5 separate regions of the Mus musculus genome follow, and regions 1, 3, 4 and 5 are each linked to region 2. Evidence: chromatin contacts called from public Hi-C and promoter capture Hi-C data. All regions are on one chromosome and are shown on one strand. Each heading gives the region's core, a stretch centred on a gene start, on an enhancer-like site or on the middle of the called end of the contact. The rest is flanking DNA. Distances are from core to core; before and after follow the strand shown. Region 1 holds the start of Etfdh (electron transferring flavoprotein, dehydrogenase). Region 2 holds the start of Plrg1 (pleiotropic regulator 1). Region 3 holds the start of Tmem144 (transmembrane protein 144). Region 4 holds the start of 6430573P05Rik (RIKEN cDNA 6430573P05 gene). Region 5 holds the start of Rps3a1 (ribosomal protein S3A1).

What was found. Promoter capture Hi-C pulls out the DNA fragments that hold promoters and counts their contacts. A called contact is a pair of places that touch in the nucleus more often than the background predicts.
Region 1: a promoter capture Hi-C map of pre-B cells shows a contact between it and region 2. The contact joins the promoter of Etfdh here to the promoter of Plrg1 in region 2. A contact is called at or near these places in 2 of 39 promoter capture datasets (liver and pre-B cells), 1 of 484 Hi-C or Micro-C datasets (regulatory T cells) and 1 of 9 other capture datasets (liver).
Region 3: a promoter capture Hi-C map of liver shows a contact between it and region 2, with 7 times the contacts expected there. The contact joins the promoter of Tmem144 here to the promoter of Plrg1 in region 2. A contact is called at or near these places in 4 of 39 promoter capture datasets (cranial neural crest, liver and pre-B cells) and 2 of 484 Hi-C or Micro-C datasets (CD4 T cells and pre-B cells).
Region 4: a contact with region 2 is called in a promoter capture Hi-C map of pre-B cells, with 4 times the contacts expected there. The contact joins the promoter of 6430573P05Rik here to the promoter of Plrg1 in region 2. A contact is called at or near these places in 2 of 39 promoter capture datasets (frontonasal cranial neural crest and pre-B cells) and 1 of 484 Hi-C or Micro-C datasets (uterus).
Region 5: a Hi-C map of muscle stem cells shows a contact between it and region 2, with 4 times the contacts expected there. The contact joins the promoter of Rps3a1 here to the promoter of Plrg1 in region 2. A contact is called at or near these places in 1 of 39 promoter capture datasets (pre-B cells) and 2 of 484 Hi-C or Micro-C datasets (CD4 T cells and muscle stem cells).

What each region holds. Positions count from the first base shown.
Region 1 is chr3:79,627,474-79,630,173 of GRCm38.p6, forward strand. It overlaps Etfdh (electron transferring flavoprotein, dehydrogenase), which reads right to left and starts at 1,294. Exons shown (of 13, transcript NM_025794.2): 1 at 1,045-1,294. The coding sequence starts at 1,078. It overlaps 4930579G24Rik (RIKEN cDNA 4930579G24 gene), which reads left to right and starts at 1,606. Exons shown (of 2, transcript NM_029482.1): 1 at 1,606-1,883. The coding sequence starts at 1,704.
Region 2 is chr3:83,054,102-83,056,801 of GRCm38.p6, forward strand. Plrg1 (pleiotropic regulator 1) reads left to right here and starts at 1,437. Exons shown (of 15, transcript NM_016784.3): 1 at 1,437-1,553; 2 at 2,670-2,700. The coding sequence starts at 1,545.
Region 3 is chr3:79,841,618-79,844,317 of GRCm38.p6, forward strand. Tmem144 (transmembrane protein 144) reads right to left here and starts at 1,292. Exons shown (of 12, transcript NM_001379543.1): 1 at 1,154-1,292.
Region 4 is chr3:79,285,455-79,288,154 of GRCm38.p6, forward strand. It overlaps 6430573P05Rik (RIKEN cDNA 6430573P05 gene), which reads left to right and starts at 1,401. Exons shown (of 2, transcript NR_165170.1): 1 at 1,401-2,355. It also overlaps a transcript of Rapgef2 not described here.
Region 5 is chr3:86,141,259-86,143,958 of GRCm38.p6, forward strand. It overlaps Rps3a1 (ribosomal protein S3A1), which reads right to left and starts at 1,410. Exons shown (of 6, transcript NM_016959.4): 1 at 1,250-1,410; 2 at 440-543; 3 at 1-168. The coding sequence starts at 1,311.

The DNA.
Region 1 (2,700 bases), core at 44-2,543, 3.4 Mb before region 2:
GTGGCCTCTGATTCCCACCAGAGAATTTTAAAAAGGTATAACGTTTATTCCTTTGCTTAAACGAGCATGGTATCTCTCATGACCCATCTGAACATTTAGGCATAAAGACAGAGTTCCAGTAGAAAGCAAAGTCAGAGTCACTGAACACCGGATCAGCCATACACGACATACTTAGCACATTTAGTTGTCACCACTAGAGGTAACACTGAGTAATGAAAATGTAACAAATTAGCGTTTAAAGAAAAGTCACTGACTAGATCCAAGACTGCATCTAAATTAGACTGTAAACTGATGGCTCTCAAAGCATACCATCTTCTGTGGATAATAGATGCTTGGTTTGAATATACACCATATTGTTTAAACAAGTATACAAATACTTGTTTAAAAATCCCACAGCCAAATTAACTTCAGTAAAGATTTATATTAAGCCAGTTACAACAGAATTCAAGATCCTCTAAACTTCTGTTTGAACGAGGGGGTTGTTTTTAAGTAAAAACTTAAAACTATCCTGCAACTGCTTTAAGAAACACCCATAACAGAAACGCCTGGTGTTAACTCTGGATAATGCAGAAAAAATTCCGACTCCAGACATAATTGGTAATATATGAGTTAATACGATATGAGAGCTCAGACTTCAATTAAGATTAGACTATTATGGCTGCAAAGTCAGGTCAGAGCCAAGGCGAAAACCCACACAAGTTTTTCTTTCTTTCCCATTCCTAATAAGGCGGCAGATAATACCTGAGCCTTGAGGTAAAGATTAGGAGCGGCATTTGGGGGAACTCCACCGAGGGGGCAGTGTTGACAATTTTCTCTTCTCATGACCTTTAACCTAGATGATAATTCTGCCAACTGGGGCAACTCCAAGGTCGGTAAGGTAGGGTCGGCCACCAGGCGCTGACAGCATTGACCTTTGCCCTAGTTTAGCCTAAGACAATAGACAAGGAAAGAGATGCTGGCAGTACCCCGGGTGTGGCCCCAGTCTTGTTTTGTCCCAACTTATCCACCTTGCTCCTTCTGTCCCCACCAGGAGTTTCGTCTCACCAGGGCAGGACAGCTTGGTTAGTCGCACCAACATGTTCAAAGTGACCCGGAGACTTGACCAGATACAAAGGAGAGAGGCGTGGGTCTGCGGCTTGCCGAGGGTGCTGGACTTCTAGGCTACGAGGGGCGCCATCACCTGCCAAGAAGCCCCGACTGCTCAGCTTCTGTCAGCGTCTGGGCTCTGCCGACCGCCCTTGCTTCGCGGCGTACCCGCCCCTCTTCTGCTTTGCGCCGGCGCCACAGAGGACACGAAGGCCAGTAAGGTTTCCGGGTCACATACAAGCCAGGAAAAGGCAGAAGACTCCATCTCCCAGTCATCCTCAGCCAGGAACCTAGTGTGCAGAAGAGGCCGACAAGCTCTCGCGTGTGCGCATGCGCCCTAGAAGCATAGCGAGGCTGATTTGCTAGGCATTCTGGGAGTTGTAGTGTTTAGCTCCTGGAGCTGTGCGCAGGAGCCTGGTGACGCCTGGCTTGATATCTGATTGGCTGTCTGGAAAAAATGAGACGTACTTGGGGTCCAGGGCAGAGACAAACGAGAAGATGGGGCGGGACTCCGTGTGGGAGGAGGCGGAGCCTATGGGCTTTGGGCGCGAGCGGTCGAAAGGCAGTTGGTGAGGGTTCGGTTGCTTGATCCGGTCCAGTAGCCCCAGCTCACTCCCATGGCTGACTCTGAGGAGTTTCGGGCTTCTTCGCCGCCGCCGCCGCCTCCCTCATCTCCGTCGTCAGGCGCCTCTTCGTCGTCCCTCAGCATGCCAGTGAGTTTGGGCTGGCGGGATCCGAGCAGGAGTCCCGGTCCAACCGTGGACCCGCTGGAGCAAGTGGAGCTGCAGATCGGAGACGTGAGTGTCGCCGTTGCGGCTGAGAGCTGATTGCAGCTAGGGTGCTCCTGCCTGCGGTTCTTGGAGTTGAGGGCTAGCCTCGGCTCTCTCTTCCCGCATCTTTCTTTCCTTCTCCTTCTGCTAGCGGTCATCCGCAGCCCCGCTGCCAGGATCCTCTCTCCGCCTCCTCCCATCCCTCGGAGCACTTTGGGCGGTCATAGCTTGCCTCCTTGCCCATTGGTGCTTTCTAAGGGACTCGAGCTTGTGCTTCTAGTTGGCCACCAGCCCAGGGCCAGCTGGTGATGCTGTTGTGTGTCGCTTACTTGGCTCTGTGTTGGACTTGAGTGGACCAGGGCTAATCACAGCCGGCAGATGGATTTGATAGGACAGTTTAGAACAGAATCTTGCAATGCAAAAATTCTGTAAAGTTTTTGTTCAATCTCGAATTCCCAGAAATAACTTCCTGACCCCAACACGTATAACGCTGAGGGGTTGGAGGGTCACAGCGGCACTTTATTTATTTATTATTAGGTATTTTCCTCATTTACATTTCCAATGCTATCCCAAAAGTCCCCCATACCCTCTCCCACTCCCCTACCCACCCACTCCCACTTTTTGGCCCTGGCGTTCCCCTGTACTGAGGCATATAGAGTTTGCCAGTCCAATGGGCCGTTCTTTCCATTGAAGGCCGACTAGGCCATCTTTTGATACATATGCAGCTAGAGTCAAGAGCTCCGGGGTACTGGTTAGTTCATAATGTTGTTCCACCTATAGGGTTGCAGATCTCTTTAGCTCCTTGGGTACTTTCTCAAGCTCCTCCATTGGGGGCCCTGTGATC
Region 2 (2,700 bases), core at 187-2,686:
TCTGAACTGGGACTCCTAACCAGCCAAAGATCCTGGATCCCTTCAAATACAAGAAAATAGGAGGGAGGCCATAGCAAACAGAAAAACCCAGGTTCCTATATGAACAGGAGATCTGTGTATGATATGTGTGATTTATGGGTCTCATGACTAGATAATAGGATCACCCAAGCTATTCATTTAAGAAGGAAATTTTCACACGGGTGGCTTAATTCAAGAGCTGTAAGAAGAGTAAAACCTAGTGTGGTTTACCTCAGTAGACTGCCCTTATGAGCCTTGCATAAGCTGTGTTCAGGATGACTAAGGTATCTCACAAGTTTAATGAGAGTTGTCTAGTAGTTATATTAACATAGATACATTAAGGTCTTTCTTACATTTCCTTAGTGTTTTGTGATTTAAAATGTTCTTTTCTATGGCTATTACTATTTCCTTGCAACGTGCACAAACATTAGCCACTTTTACAGAAAATAAGATCCTTTGGCTAAACTCACATTCACATTTAGAAATGACTACTTGCGGGCTACAAAGATGGCGCTGACGTTAAGGCTCAAAACTAAAAAGACTAGAAATGTCCATTTTCAGGTTAAAAACACGACCTTCATGTTTTTAATGAATTAAAATATAAATCGAGCGAGAGCATTGCTGTATCGGCGCTACGTTTCATCCTTCTCAAAGTATTCGCAGTATTCTGAGGACGGTATCCGTGAACTTAACCACAGTTCAGGAAGACGCACAATCTGTGAAAACGCCTTAAGATCGCAAATAGCAACTACATCAATACAGAAAACATTTGAAAACGATCGATCATATAAGCCACAGATTTATTTTTAACCTGGGTAAATCACAAAACCTCAACACTTTAGCGTCAAGCCAAATAAAATAAAACCAACTTAAGTTCTCAACCTTTTTTTTTTTTTTTTTTTAATTGCTTGTTTAAGCTGGACAGTGGTGGCGGCGCACGCCTTTAATCTCTGCACTTGGGAGGCAGAAGCAGGAGGATTTCTGAGTTCGAGGCCAGCCTGGTCTACAGAGTGAGTTCCAGGACAGCCAGGGCTACATAGAGAAACCCTGTCTCGAAAAAAAGAAAAGAAACGAAAAAGTTGCTTGCTTAAAACCTCCAAGTAAGGAGCACCAAGCTTCTGGAAGCAGGTACCGCCCCTAAACGTTAAGGCTGGCGCGCTCCCTTAGCTCCGGCTGAAATCTCCGCCCTCAGGCAGGAGACTCCGCCCAGCTCCGCCGAGACCCGCCCTTCTGCCTGGAGACATCGTTCGTCCCCGCCCAAACCCCGCCCCAGTCCCGCCCAGCGGCTGCCGAAGTCCCGCTCTCCTCCAAGAGGCTCCGCGCAACTCCGCCTAGCTTCCGCCCTCCACCGCTAGACTCCGCCCCTCGACCCCTGCGCGGCGGGTTGCCAATACGCATGTGCGGTTAGCGTCACGTCCGGCGACGGGCCCCAATCTCCGGAAAGAGCTGCCGAATAGTGGCGGCGTTTTCTGCGGCGATTATTTGAGTTCCTTCGCTGCTGGAGGGGTAGACTAAACGGCGGCGACATGGTGGAGGTAAAGTGATGCTTGGGTACTTGGGAGTCGTTTGTCCCTGGAGCTTTGCTTTGCCCACGGAAGTGTAGGATGAAAGTGGTGGGAATCTGGGGAAAGGAACTGTAGTCAAAGCTGGTGGTCTCGGCACGTCGGGGTGGGAGGAAGGCCGATGACATCCCAAGTCCGAGCTTCAGTCGGCGGGAAGCCTGAGGGAATCCTGCAGTCCGTGTGTTGTCGTAGGTACCTGGCCGTCTCCTGGGAGGCGGGGCTTCTGATGTTCCCACCGTGGCTGGGATGCTAGTCCGTGCTGTCTTGTCAGTTCCACTGTTATTTCATCTCTACCGCAGTAGAGGCGTGCGGTTCTTGATTTTGTTTGTTTGTTTGTTCTTGCGTATCCCAAACGTTTCTTACTCCCACCCACTGCGTTCCAGGTCCACTGCAGTCCTCCGAGTCTAGCCTAACATCTTTTGCCCGGACTCATTCAATAACTTCCAGCTGGTCTAAGTGCTTAGGATTAACGAACACATTGCAGGAGTGTAGTTCAGTGCTGCTTTCTGTTCCAGTGTTATAGAGTAAAAATGTTGGTGGTGGCAGAGGTCTAAACCTCACCGACCCTGGAAACCCACACTTCCGCAGCATTCACAACTGCTGCGGTTCTGAGTTATCTGGACACCTTTGCAGTGGGATTTCCCACACTTTCACTGCTTGTACCTCTATTCCGTGTAAGGCTGTCTCCCTCTCTGCTTATCACCTGAGAGAAACCTTTCTTGATTATATCTACCAATTCTCCCCCCACCAACTCATCCCATTGCCTATTTTCATAGAACCCTCCAAAAATGTGGAATTATTTTGCTTATTTTTGTCTGTTGCCTCTTGAGTACACTGCATGCCGCATACAGTACTAGCTCGGTAAATATCTACTGAACACATTGTAGGCATTACTCAGTTACTTTTCTAAGAGCTCTGGCCAGACAGGAGCTTTCTCATCTTCGTTGTTGATTGCTGTAGTTTGTTACAGTTATTGAGGAGTGTATATCCTTCTCCATATTTAGCGTGGAAATTGCATAATGACTCTCATGTCGATTAGGGTGTATGGGTCTCTTGTTAGATGTGTGATTTTTGGCTGTCTCTTTACAGGAGGTACAGAAGCATTCTGTACACACACTGG
Region 3 (2,700 bases), core at 42-2,541, 3.2 Mb before region 2:
TCAGCCTGAATTGGATGAATAATTAGTAGTGCTAATTAGAGCGCATGACCTCATTTGACTGCTGAATCAACTCCAGTCAGTTATTGCCTTAGATAAACGATGTTCGTTTACAGCACACGGCTCCAGAGCATTTCCAAAAGCACATGATCTAATTCCCTGTGAACCAACAATCCCAGACTGCCATAAGGAAGAGTCCATCTCGCGTTAAATCAGTGACATTTCTGTGGTAAAGAGAAGCATCATTACTTTACTGAACATGTATCCCCAACCCTTTTTTCGCACAAACCTAGCCCCAAATTATTCCTCTAAAAATCTTATTTTCAGTCTAGGTTGGTAGCAAGCTAACTTCCGGCACTCAGAAGGCAGAAGCAGGAAGATCTTTGAGATCATCGCCTGCTTGGTTTACATAGCTAGTTCCAGACCATCCAGGACAACACTAGTGTGACCCTGTCTTTAAAAAAGCAAGCAAGCAAACAAAATCCATTATTATTATTATTATTATTATTATTATTATATTTTTTAATAATACGGCATGCTCGGCAAACGCTCTGCTCAGCTATACCCGAACCCCGTTTTTACTTTGTTTGATTTGAGACAGTCTCGCCAAGCTTTTCTAGGCAGACTTTAAACTCGCTTCAGAGCTCAGTCAAGCTTTAAACTTGTGCTAGATCCCTCCCATTCATTTAAAATTTTTTCAAGTTTTAGTTAGACAATAGGACCATAAATATCACGTGGGTCAGGTAGCACGTGACCTGCCCACACGCGTTTACCTTAGACAGATTACCAACCAGGCAGCAGCTATCGAAATAGTTCGTATTTCTCCAAGGTAAAAGCTTTCAACATTCCGTGGAAAAGTCTCAAGTCCAAGGATTCTAAGGTTTACGTGTTAAGTATCCACTTAATATTTTATTAAGCTACATTCATTCTTTCTAAAAAATTTACTACTTTCGTTTCATTACTGGTATATCTGCTTTTTCTCCCGACTACTTTAAAGTTTTAAGCAGCTCCTCCCCTGCGTTTAAGATAGTGCCGGCGCTCGATCAATGCCGCCTGCTCTAGTTTAAAGATTTCATTTCTGGTTTCCTTTAATTTCCTCCAATCTGAGTGCAGCTTCGCCTGTCTCTGGGCTGACGTCACGAGTGCTGGCACTTACTTGCTCTGCGAGTTTTCCCGAGGAGCTGAAGGTTGCAGGGCGGCTCTCAGACCCAGGGGCACCTTAGACTCAGGTGACCTGGTGGGGTCTCACTGCGCTGACTCTTCCCTGGACGCGTGCGGACTTCCTGCCGGAATCTGAAGGGAGACCGGAGTCCCTCCCAGGCGGAGGCTCAGGACACCCTCCCAGCGGAGGGCTGGAGCTCAGTCAGGTGACTAAGGAGTCCTCAGGCCCTCTGTCAGTCAGCGAGTTAACTAGAGAGTGTCGTGCCCCCCCCCCCCCCCCCCCTTTAAAGAAGAGCTCGTTCAGTGAGTAGCAAGTCACCTTCTGCTAAACACCACACCTTTAATTGTGCAGTTTGTGGATGAGACAAAGCCGGAGCTACCTCACACAGTTACAAAATAAATGCTCATTCCATCCCGGTTTGCCTTTGTTGTTAGGCAATCTCTCCTAATTTGCACTCCCAACTCTCATTCCCCCTTTTTAAAGTTGAGACAGCTTATTCCGAAGTTGCCTAGACTGGCTTAACGCTCACTCCACAGCCCAAGTAGACTCTGTGATCCTCCTGCCTCAGCCTCCCATGTAGCTGGAATCATGAGCTTAGACAAATGTAAACAATTAATGTGTGCTACTGTAATGTGAACTAAATGCCTTTGTGGCTTGCTGGCACATTTCAGTAGACAAGGGAGGTGGCTTTATACAAATCCATACACTGGAGTTGCGGAAAATAAAGCTTGGCCCGGGAGGTAATTTCTTTGAAAATAGCTTCCAGGAAGCTTTCCTGTGAAACCAGGCTGTGCATCACGTTCCAGAGCAGTAGCTGTATCCCACCCCACCTAAAGAGCTGTAAGAATCAAGAGCAATGGACAGGAGTGCAGGCTTCGGACATCCGATTGAGATTCAGAGGTAAAAGCAACCACTAGCATATGATGTAGATTTACCTGCCTCTTCTGTAGCTGAAAACCACGTGTGTGTGTGTGTGTGTGTGTGACTGTGTGCGTGCGCGTGTGTGTGTATGTGTGCGCGCACGTCCATATGTGTGTCTGTGTGTGCGCTCGTGTGTGTGTGTGTGTGTGTGTGTGTGTGTGTTTGTGTGTGTGTGTGTTCATCTCTCTCTGTCTCCCTCTCTCCCTCTCTCCCTCTCTCTCTCTCTCTCTCTCTCTCTCTCTCTCTCTCTCTGTGCATGTGTTCGTGTGAGTGTGTGTGTGTGACTGTGTGCGTGTGTGTGTGCGTGCATGTGTGTGTATGTGTGCGCGCGCGTCCATATGTGTCTGTGTGCGCGCTCTTGTGTGTGTGTGTGTGTGTGTGTGTGTGTGTGTGTGTGTGTGTGACAGACCTCTCCTAGACAGCAAGGCTGTCTCTCTAGGCCGGATACTAGCACAGCAGAAGACACAGATGTGAACTTCAAGAAGAGGAAGTGCTAGGTCCTGGCCTAGTCTGAGTTTGAGGCAGGCAGGCCTCTTGGAGTGGATTAAGCTGACACCATCCACTATCTGGTCATGTGAGATTCACAAGAAAGAGAAGAAAAGTGGAGACGTTAGGAGATA
Region 4 (2,700 bases), core at 151-2,650, 3.8 Mb before region 2:
CGCCCATTAAATAATCATCATCAGAGATGGGCAGCACTTGGATTTGGACAGATGGCATCCCATCCCCAGACAAGCAAAGCAACTTTTGTCAAGTATCGGATCCTCGCTGTTTTTGCTGGCCCCAAGGATCTGTAGATCTTCTTTGCCTGCAGGGTTGGCAAGCAGGATCGCCTGTAGTCGCCATCCCAACATTTAGGAATCTACGTCATGTAGCCAGTAAGCAACGGAAATCAAACCACATTTTTTATAACACTCCTCCCTCGCTAATCCAATCTAAGAAAAATCAAATCTAACCCACCAGCTATCCCTCCGTTTAAAAATAAAAAAAAAAACCTGAGGATAAACAATTGTATAAACGTTAACCACTCATCTAATTTTGACCATATTGTGCAAACCGAAAGAATCTGCCCTGCGAAGAAGACGGAGTCGAATACGCCTGTTCTGCACTTACATCTACAATTGGAATGAAAAGCGCTGGCCTGTCAACTTTTTCCTTTCGATGGATAACAACATTCCTCTTTCAAGAAAGTAAAGTAGTAACTAAAGACAGGCTTTCACTTTACAAGGCCCACCTAGGCCAGTCAGTTCATCGCACAACCCTGCAAGTTCCTGCTTACAGCTCATTAAACACCCCTAAACTCTAAAGATGGGATACATGCAAGAGAGTAACTGAGCCTGCAGTCAGGGTGACAAGAGTACCCGGCCGAGAGGAGCTGAGACCTGACCCCAAGACTCAACCCCAAGGAGTGTGGCCGGAGAAAGGCATACCCTATAGACAACTAGTCCCGCAAAGGCGCAGGCAAGGTCAGCTACGGGGAGCGCAACGAAAAGGACAGCAGAGGAGAGGGCAGCAATCGCAGAACAGTCTGAAAAGAATGCCCTTGGAAGTTGGGGCAGGGAAGGTCCTGGATGGGGGAAATGGGATGCTTCCCCAGCAGAGGAGTGCCGGGGCACTGGAAGGGCGCAGTCTGCAGACACCAACCCCACGGCGGGTGGCGGCGCGTCTCACCTGGGGGGTCCTCTCGGCGGGGTTCTTCATCACCGCTTGGCGGAAGCTATTATCCACGTAGGACGCCATCTCCCCCTGCGGGGCGCACCGGGTCCGCTCCACACACTCGCCGGCCTCCCGGCCCAGCGCCACTGCCCGAGGCAAACCAGCCCAGGCGCGGGGCCGGGGCGCAGACAGCACGAAAGGTCCGTGCAGCCCGGAGCTGCCCTCCTCCTCCTCGCGGCTTGCTGTCCGTAGACTCGGACTCAGCGACTGCCCGGCAGCGCTCCCGATCGGTCGCGGATCGCGCTGGCCCCGGCGGGCCGAGTTATTTTTAGGGAGGTGCAAGCGACGGCGGGCGGAGCCTCTCCGGCGGGGCCCTGGCTCTACCCGCTCCGGCCGCGCTCGCTCTGACGCGTCCCGGGTCCTCGCGCGCCGGTCGAGAGGGAGGGCCGCGCGCTGAGCCTGGTGAGCCCGGCTCAGGTCTGGGAGCCACCGAGCCCGCTGGCCTCGGCCGCCGTGGCCGCGCCGCGCCTCCGTCTACTGTCGGCCGCGCCTCCCGACTGCTGCTGCATCCCCGCGGGCCGCGCAGCTCCAGCCGCCCGCCCCCATCGGCGCCTGAGCGCGGCTGCTCCCCGCGCGGCCCCCGCGCTCTAGGCAACTTTGTGCGTCGTCCGTGCGGCGGGCGGGCGCGGCGGGCCAGACACGGGTCCCCGGCGGGCGCGAGGCCGAGAGCGGAGCGCGCAGCCCCGCCAAGCGTCTGCTGAACGGCGACCGCCTCCTCTTCCCCGCCTCTTCCTTCTCCTGCGCCTCGGCGGCCGCCGGAGCCACTCTTCAGGGAGGAAGCGGCCTCCGGGGCTTGTTGCTTTGTGCTGCAACCATGGTGAGGAGTGAGTGACGGGCCGGGGGCCAGTCGGAGGCCGCCGCATCATCGGGGGCGGAGCGCCCCGTGGCGCCGGCCCGCCCCATCGCTGGCCTGGCGGGGCCGCGCCCTCGCTGAGAGCCGCGTTCTGCCGGGGCCAGGTGCGGTGGGAGCCAGGACAGCCGGGGCTGTTGCGATCGTTGATCCCATAGCTGAGCGGCCGCACCCCGACTCTCTGGCCTAGACCCCACATCCCAGGCCTTGCGGCACGTCTCCCGCCTCTTCCCGGGCTGGAAGCTGACCCCACCCGGGAGAGGTCCCTGTGAGGACTCGGCTGCAGTGGCAGGTCTTCCCAAAGCTTAGGGCTGACTGGGATTTTGCTTCGGTGGCAACATTAACCATCCTTGGATTCTGTTTATTTGTAGTGACTGCAAGGACAACGTTGCTCTCCTACCTTCCGCGCTCACTGACATCTAAACCCTTAAATGACTCCTGCGTTAGTCAGGTAGGAATGTGGCTTTCCAACTCCAGACCTGGTATCACATCGGACAAGAAAACACCAGGTCAGCCCGTTGTAATCTAGAGGCCAAGACAGCAAGTTCTCTGACATAATCAAGAATGAATAATCCTAGGTCGGACTTTGCCTTCCACTGGGCAGAGCACCTTCTCAGGATCGCGAGTTTCCAATCCAGACTTGCCCGGTACAAAGCCCATATTAGTGTGTTAAGATGTCCCTGCTCTTGGGAGTTCATCCCTTCCTGACCAGGCTTGAGGTGTGCAGCGTCAGCCTCAAAGAAGATTGCAGTGTTTGAAGTCTGTGTGGAGACTAAAGACAATTGTTATTCAAACT
Region 5 (2,700 bases), core at 160-2,659, 3.1 Mb after region 2:
AGCACATTTTGTCCCGGGTAAGATCCATACCATGGAAGTTAGTCAGACAGTTTTTGCCCTGAACGTCCTCAGTGATTAGCTTGAATTTTCTAAACGCAACTTCATCATTCTGTAGATCAGCAAGGCTCACTTCAAACACACGACCCTTGAGGCCATCAGAGGCAATTTCTAAAAAAGAACCACAAACCCTGTTAACTTGTTAACCAAACCCACCTTCACACCAGTGGCTTACTGCCAACACCTAAACGTTCTCTTGGACAGCTGTACAAACACTTCATTGCTGCCACATCTGTACTAAGACCAAGCACTCCCAATGCCAGGCCCTCCAACCACTGGGCTGACATTTCAATCCAGCGCCCCATCAGAGTTGACCAAGGCGCCGGTTAATATGCACATGCCACAGCTTAGGAACAAAGCAAAAGGGGCCCACAGTACTCACTGGTTCCTTGAGTCCTCGTGACTAGTGTCTTCCCGATGTTCCTAATATTGAACATGGCTGGAGCTTTCACATCGTACCAGTCTTTCTTAGAAAATGGATCGACCCTGGATGGGAGAAAAATAACCTCAAGTTTCTCTGTAAATTGTAACAACACTCCCGACCACTTTTAAACGCTTCTTATCCTTCAGACTTCTGTTAACAGTTTCCCAGGCACGATCTTGCAATCGGCCTGCACTTAACACGACGGACGTCCTCCCCGTGGGGTGAACGTCTGCGAGGCCGGCTGGTCTGCCAGTGCACAAAGCAGTAAGTTCGAAGCCATGCCTTCCCCACTCCTCCATCACACAGGCAGTACTATATACACACTGCCCTGGAACCTCAGGGACCTGTGACAGTGACTGGTCCGCAACAGCACAAACTGCTGCTAAACAAGTGTCCCGGGTCTCCAGGTCGGTCCCACGAGAGCCCAGCACACAAGTTGACATGGGGTCCCGACATGGACAGCCAGAGTGACTGACGTAGAGCGGTGTTAAAAAGTGCCACGGACTTCCAGCAACCCAGGAGCCCACAGTTCGCGCGCGACACGCGAGCGACTGCTAGAGACGCAGGGCGGAGATCACACGCGGCGCGCGACACCCGGCCGGGTGGCGGAGAGGCGGCCGCCCGGGACGCACCCGCCAGCCGCGCAGCGCAGCACCGCCGCGCAATCCACCCCGCATCCTCACCATCCGCCCCACGCCGCACCCCAGAACCCGCCCACCAACTCCTGCGGAGCCCAACGGCCGGGGACCCGCGCGATCCGCCACTCACACTTTCTTCTTAGCTCCCTTCTTGCCACCTTTCGTCAGGCGCTTGTTCTTGCCGACCGCCATGGTGCCGACCGGAGAGCCAAAAGGGCGGAAGTACAACTCGCGCGAGAACTTAACGCGAGCCGGGCGGGGAGCGCCGTCTACGTGACCCTTGCTCTTTCGCCCTTCCGGCTTTAAGAATCTCGCGACACTAGCTGGCGGCTCGTTTCCCGCCGTGCTGCGACAGCGCCCTCGTGTGTCGGGAGGTCGCGCAGCGGGCCGCGGGCTGGCTAGGCTGTGCATGGGAGCCTGCAGATTGTCAGAGATGCTCAACCCACTTCAGGTTTCTTGTGGTTTCCGTTGCCCCGAGGGTGGGAACTCTCTGTTTCTAATTTTGAGAGTACGTTTCTTCCCTAGACCATGGGCTTTGAATCAGAGATAGCAAATCCATGTTCAAATGGTGATTCCAACAGTACTTAGCCTTCTGACCTCTTTAGCCATCAGTTCCCTCGGGTGTAAAACGGGAATATTCATGTGATCTATTTCAAAACATTAGTGTAATTCAATAAGCATGACTTCGGGCACGCTGTTCACGTGCTGACTACTCTTGGGCTTGGCTGTGTTGTGAACTTTCATGAAAAAAGAGGCTTAGCCGTGTGTGCAATCCCAGAGCTCTGGAGGCAGGAGGACAGCAAGTTGGAGGAGAGCCTGGAGTATATGGTGAGTACTAGCCTGAACTACCTAGCAAGACAGACTGGGAAGGGGAGAGGAGAGAATATATATATACACACACACACATATATACATATGTAACTCTTACACATTTGTAATCACATTTTTTTTTTGTATGACTATGTGTGTGGTCCTGTGCCTCACAGGTCTCTGTGTGGAGGTCAGAGACCTATTCTCAAGAGTTGGTTCTCTTCTTCCACTATGTGGGTATAAGGCTCAGGGAGAGGCTGCCATCCTGCGCACACTGGCCCGCAGCGCTGCCATACAATGTGCCCTGCCTCCTCACTGCCTGAGAGGTCTCTGCAGGTGCCTTTACCAGCTGAGCCATCTCGACAGCCCTGGGTTTTTGGTTGGTTGGTTTTGTTTTTTCTGGGATAGGAGGAGTGTTTGGGTTTTTAGTGGAGTGGGGACTAGAGTGGTGTCCTGGAAAAGCCTCAGCATGCCTGAGACAACGGATTCCATCTCTAGCACCCCAAAAAGGCACAGTCGTGATCAATTGTTGTACCTAACTGCCCACCAATTTTCTTAATGCAAACCACCCCTTCCCCACTTTTAAAAGTGATGTCTTTATTTTTATTTTATATGGTTTGCCTGCATGTTTGTCTGTGTGAAAGTCCCAGATCCCCTGGAACTGGAGTTACAGACAGTTGTGAGCTATCATGTGGGTCCTGGGAATTGAACCTGGGTCCTCTAGAAGAGCAGTCACTACTACTCTTAACCACTAAGCCATTTCTCTACCTC